Regions from separate parts of the Mus musculus genome. Here region 1 is linked to region 2. A link is a contact called in public Hi-C data. All regions are on one chromosome and are shown on one strand. The core of a region is the stretch at or near the end of the contact, and the rest is flanking DNA. Distances in the headings are between cores, read along the strand shown. Region 1 has its middle 36 kb from the start of Gm46162. Region 2 overlaps Gm36297 (a long non-coding RNA gene).

Region 1 (2,796 bases), core at 131-2,630, 210 kb after region 2:
TTCTGAGAGAGAAGCGAAAATCAAAATATTTAAAGTAATAATATCATGGATCATGGAGATTGCCTAAAGAGTCCCATAATAAGATAGTTCTTTTTTTTTTAAATCCAATCTTAATACAAACATTAGAGAAGAGGAGGCTAAAGCCTTGTGTATTCAGCCCATGGATTCCTGGAAATTGCCACTTAGGTCTGTAATTAGCACATAGTCACACAGCCAGTCTGGGACATACAAACAATGGAACAATTAATGAACTGTCTCTAATGTCAGAGCTCTCACCTCGGTCTTATTAAGAAATCTAAATCAGAATAAAAACTAATTCTTGGGAAATAAAATTTTCAGGCAGGGGAGAAAGTCTACCTTTTTTAAATATATGCATTCACAAAATCCATCCTATGAACAGTCTATAGTTAGAGCAGATGCCTCTATACATGAAGAACAAAGCAATGGCCCCGTAAGAAAAGGAACATGCCACTGTCCCAAGGACCTGACTTCTGTCCCTGGGGTGTAGGAGACAGAAGGAAAGGATCATCAAGCCATTCTCAGCAACCCATAAGTTGCCTTCTGACCCCACACACATGAGTGCACGTACTCACACAGAAAAATGGAATAAAAATAATTAAAAAAAAAAAAAAGCAAGGCTTTGGTGCCACATTCATAATCCTACCACTTTCAAGAGAAAGACAATGGGGTCTGAGCCAGAGTAAGACATCCTGTCTCTCTCTTCCATTCTTCATTTTGTAATTTTTTTGTTTGTGTTTTGTTTTGTTTTGTTTTGCTTTGCTTTGCTTTGCTTTCCAAAACAGGGTTTCTCTGCATAGCCCTGGCGGTCCTGGAACATGTTTTATAGATGAGGCTAGCCTTAAACTCAGAGATCCACCTGCCTCTGTTTCTGGAATGCTGAGATTAAAGGCGTGCACCTCCACAGCAACTACTGCCACCAACCAGCTGATGCTATCTGTTCAAAGCAGTAAAATGGCAAAAAAAAAAAAAAAAAAAGTAAAGTTTGGCACTAAACTCAAAGATGAAATGCCAGCCCTGATTAGGAGAGGTAAAATAAGCTCTCTAACCACCTCCTCAGCAGCCAGGAGGGAAGTGGACAGGGGAGCAGACGGTTTGATGCCTTAATTTGTCCAAGATGTTTATCTCGGGCAAAAAACGAGCCACCATTGAGAAAGCTGCTGTTTGGCCCGATAGACTCTCCTTTTTCCCATAAGGAGAATGAACTGTGCTTTGCCTGAAGAGGCCACACCAATCTTAGCGCACACTCACAAACGTACACGTTTATTTCCATGGAACGCAGGAAGGTTGAGACCTGCCAGGGCTCCAACACAAACAGGAAGAGAAACAGCAGAAAGGGAAGGAAGCTGGCGCAGACATCGTTGAGTCAGGGTGAAGGGACAGCATCCTGCCCGTGGCTCAGCCTCGTCCCTGTCACTTCCCTCTGTGTTCAGCAAGCAAGTGCAGAAAGACGGAGCCACCTCATGTCTGGCTTAGTCTGAGGTAGGGGGAAAGGAACAGTATGCACTCACAGTGAGTGTCTCAGACTTCAGATCTCTGCTGTTCAGGAGTGCTATCATGCTATCTATGTTGGGAGCTGCAGAGATGGCATGCATGTGGTACAGAGACAGACATGTGCACAACACCCACAAATTTAAAAAGAAATGCATAATGCATTATGTCCTCTGACTAGGCCCTGGGTTGGCTCTCAGTGCACGGGGGGGGCGGGGGGGGGGAATACAAAAACTTCTTATTTGGTTACAATTTTCCAAAATGAGAATGATTTGTGTCTGATTCTAGAATTCTACCTCATTCATCCTCCATAAAAATTACTCTAGAGACAGAGAATATGGTTTGCTGGTATGATGGTTAGAGTCAATTTAACAGAATCTGCAGTCAACTGGGAGATAGACTCCCAAGTATGACGACGAGAGATTATTTTGGTTACATTAGTTAATGTGGAAAGACTCTTCTTAATTGTCAATGGAACCATTCCAGGGACCCAGGACGGTGTAAGTGAAGAAAGGAGGCTGCCCAACAGCACACACTCAGTGCGCTCTGCTTCTTGTCTATAGAAGCAATAGGGTTAGCTGCTTCGAGATCCTGTACTGTTGATGTCGTCCCATTTCTGCAGACAACTCTGGAAGCTCTTACAGACAGCCTGATGGGCATGCTCCCAGTTTACAACTTCTAAGGAAGGTGTTCTAGAACCTTCTTGATCTGTAGTTGTCACACGCTCATCTCACTTGGCCACGGTGAACACTCCACTGTCTAGGAAGAACACAAAGTGACCGGAAGCCCAGAGCACTATAATATCCAACCCCACATGTGGAAATTCTAGTTTAGAGATCAATTCTGCACTCCTTTGCTCCTGTGCTCTTGGGGTATCCGAGCATCAGCTAGATCCATTATAGAGTGAAGGAATGATTTTCCATTGTTTCTCCTACCTCTTCAGTAGGAAATGTCATGTGGACTTCAGAGAGCATCTTTCTTTCCCAATAATTGTGAGTTTCATACGAACAGCACAGAGAAAACAGTCAAAGTTGATACCACGGCCCTTGAGTATACCACACTTCTTGGCTTGATCCTCTTACAGTAGCACCATGGCTCTCTGAAACACATAGACAGACACTTCTGGAGACTACACCTCACTCTATGGAGTAAGGCAGTCAAGTGGAATCCCGGGCATTGGTAGAATGTGGGGTCTGAGTTTCCACTGTTCTACTGTTGCCTATCTGTACTGCTCAGTACAGTAATACGCTATCTCGAAACAAAAACAATCAAAGAAACAAAGAAACA
Region 2 (3,022 bases), core at 313-2,812:
CTGGGTTAAAATTTTTGAGGTAGGTGGGTGGCCCCATCCCTCAACCAGGGGCCATGCCTAACCTCTGGATATGGTCTCTACAGGTTCTCTCTCCCCTTTGTTGGGTATTTCAGCTAATGTTATTCCCGTTGGGCCCTGGGAGCCTCTTGCTTTCCTGGCATCTGGGACTTTCTGACGGGTACCCCCAGTCCCCCATCCCCCACTGCTACACACTTCTACACAGAGTGAATTTAAGTGAACGTTGTATCTCTTTATAAGACCGAAATACTAAAACTATGTTTATCTGAGAGCCCCAATCTGAGGTGGAGTGATATTAAGGACAAACGTAGCTAGAAAGGAAGCCCACTTCTGTTCAGAAAAGGGGAATCAATAATTCAAATCAAATGATTACTTTCACACTTCTCTATTCTTAGAAACTTGAATAACAGCCACTGAATAACATATATTGGCTTTTACATCAACATTACTTCAGCTTGAATAGGAGTGGCCCAATCTAAAGTGTGAGGCCTCTAAAAACAGAATCTCAAACTCTAGAATTCAGCGTGACATCACTTTAACAGAAAAAAAATGCTAAAATCAACCTCCAAATTTATAATTACACATCAGTTGAAATTCTGTCCTGTTTCCCCTACCCCAAAATTATACCTAATATGATATAGGTTTAAACAAACCAGTTCCTTCCTCATAGAAAACCCTAGAAGTCGATTATTTAACATTGATGTGGAGCTCCAGGGTCCAAAAGACTAGATTTCTATTCACAAGCTTCCTTCGTTTCCCATTCTTGGAAAAATAGAGAAAGTAGCATACCTTTACCCATAGTCCACTCTCCGGCACTTAGGCACGTGGCCACGAATTGCTTCAGTCGAGATGGGAAACAGTCTTTATTCTCAGCAAGGTAAAATCCAAAGCTATTGCTAAGAATGGAAACGAATACTGAAGGGCAATTAATAAAAATATCACCCGCATGTGCCTCAATTTCATTCCATAATTGTCACCAAATGTAGTCTCCTTCTTTCTACATTTCTTCAGTATTCAGAATAGAACCAAGCTCATTCTGCAATGGAGCCATGATATATGAAGATCATACAACACACTATACTTTCCAGTTTGCTTCATTAAGTGAAGATGGTCTTTATCAGCAGCTCAATGTAAACTCTCCAAAATGGATTATTAAGAATAAATCCACGGCCTGAGATGGCTCAGTGGTTAAGAACACTGACAGCTCTTCCAAAGGTCCTGAGTTCAAATCCCATCAACCACATGGTGGCTCACAACCATCCGTAATGAGATCTGACGCCCTCTTCTGGTGCATCTGAAGACAACTACAGAGTACTTAGATATAATAAATAAATAAAGAAATAAAGAATAAATCCAAAAATGGCACAGTTTAATGCGACATAAAATACATAAATGCAAAAAAAAAAAAAATAAAAAAACTTCCAGAAGGATTTATTGGCAGGCTCAAATACAAATCGGAATTTGCATATGCATGGCAGAGAACTTCCTCTCTATTCCTTTTTAAGTATCTTCTAGACGCACTTCCTCAAACTGCTTCTCTCTCTTGCCACCACAGTCGTGCCTATCAAAGTTCAGTTGCAAGCAGTTTCTTAGATAAGTTGAATCTTACAGACTGTTCTGAGTGTCCTCCGTGTGCGCCCCTTTCCATCTCTCTTCGGTGTTCCAGTGGGAGGCAAGGCAAGGGCTGGAGGGGAAATGAGACATGGGCGACAGTAAACCAAACGTGGAGTGGTAAGACCTTTGCATGGATATGTGAATATAAAACAAGATGAATGCCTAACTGTGGGATGCCAGAGGAAAGTATGAGCATGTCCAACCATGTGTCTCTGATATAAACTTCATTATCATCTTGGAATACAAAGCACATTATATCTTCTTTAGAGAGCCAGTGGACCACTGCTTGCTCTGAACTCTGCTTGCTTTCAAACGAGAAAGCAAAGGGAAACTGTCACTGCTAGCGTGGCTGCTCAGCAAGCACACATCGCAGTGACTGAACGTCGTCTACCTCAGTGGTTTCCCTGCCGCACTTGTCTTAGAACACAGACACATATTCGGTTGCCACATCTAAGACATTGATTCTGGTCTTTCTAGGTAAACCTCCGCCATACCTGAATATTACAGATTGTGAAACTGACCTGTAAGCCTGAGGTGCCAATTCTACACAGTTTAAGGGGAAGTTTGGAGCTTAAGCCTCACCTCTGCCCAGTGGTGATATTCCAGCAACACTGAAACTGGAAAATGACTCTTTTGCAAGGTTTCACACCTGATCTCAAACCTCTGCTCTACCAAGAGCTGTTGTTAGGGGCGTCCTGAACCTGTTGAGTAACAAAAAGTACAATGGCACAGTTATTCTTTCCCCCTATGTATGAACCCATCCTGAAATTACTTTGTGTTTGTTGACTTCCTGGTAGAAGGAAGGATAATTTTTAAATTTTGCATTTGGCTATTACTTGATCTAGACCATTAAAAAGGCATATTAGGCCACATACGTGAGGCTGTCTCTGGAACTGACATGAAATACATTTCCTTTTCTAGGAATCTACATGAGCAATTTACCTCCAAAGAAGAAAAGAACTTGGAAGTCATTTTCCGGAGGACAGGGTACACGAAGCTTGTAAGTTTTGGCATCGCTGGGATAGAGGAAGTGTGATGACTAAGTCAGTGTGCTGCTGTTAGGGAAAAGCATGTTCTAATGTGCCACCTGCAATTTCATCTCATGAGCAGCAGCTTTCTGATCCAGGACAGTTTTTATACCGTTTAGAGAAAGATAGAGACTAGCTACGTAGAACTTGGGCAACAAGAGAATGAAGAACTGCTAAGGGAAGATGCTGAACCTGTTAGAAAGGCTGCCCTGGATAAGGAACTCACAGCAGAGACAAGATGAGCTTGGGGCACTGCTAAAATATCATAAAGTGTGAGTAAGTTCCAGAGGGTCTACAGGCGAGCAAGAGATGAATAGCTTCTCTCCAAAGAGGGTCAGGGGAGGTGATAAAGTTTGGTTGTC

What was found. Hi-C and Micro-C count contacts between places; a contact is called where the count stands out from the background.
Region 1: a Hi-C map of the G1E-ER4 cell line shows a contact between it and region 2, with 4 times the contacts expected there. The contact joins two enhancer-like sites. A contact is called at or near these places in 4 of 39 promoter capture datasets (the HPC-7 cell line, cranial neural crest, embryonic stem cells and 1 more), 9 of 484 Hi-C or Micro-C datasets (CD4 T cells, the G1E-ER4 cell line, the HPC-7 cell line and 3 more), 15 of 115 datasets of contacts at active chromatin or transcription factors (the HPC-7 cell line, VIP interneurons, acute myeloid leukemia and 9 more) and 1 of 9 other capture datasets (embryonic stem cells).

What each region holds. Positions count from the first base shown.
Region 1 is chr1:151,286,326-151,289,121 of GRCm38.p6, forward strand. No RefSeq gene overlaps it. Among named protein-coding and RNA genes, the nearest start is that of Gm46162, 36 kb to the left of the region's middle. Within about 2 kb of position 1,381, at least 129 of the 459 cell types and tissues checked have an H3K27ac peak or open chromatin away from gene starts, as enhancers often do. A contact at or near this core is called in the G1E-ER4 cell line, the HPC-7 cell line, bone marrow-derived macrophages and 1 more, where this site is marked.
Region 2 is chr1:151,073,094-151,076,115 of GRCm38.p6, forward strand. Gm36297 (a long non-coding RNA gene) reads left to right here. Exons shown (of 4, transcript XR_387468.4): 3 at 2,554-2,632. Gm36139 (a long non-coding RNA gene) reads right to left here. Exons shown (of 3, transcript XR_387463.3): 2 at 2,215-2,333; 3 at 1,367-1,702. Among named protein-coding and RNA genes, the nearest start is that of Gm36077, 9.3 kb to the right of the region's middle. Within about 2 kb of position 1,563, at least 51 of the 459 cell types and tissues checked have an H3K27ac peak or open chromatin away from gene starts, as enhancers often do. A contact at or near this core is called in the G1E-ER4 cell line, the HPC-7 cell line, bone marrow-derived macrophages and 1 more, where this site is marked.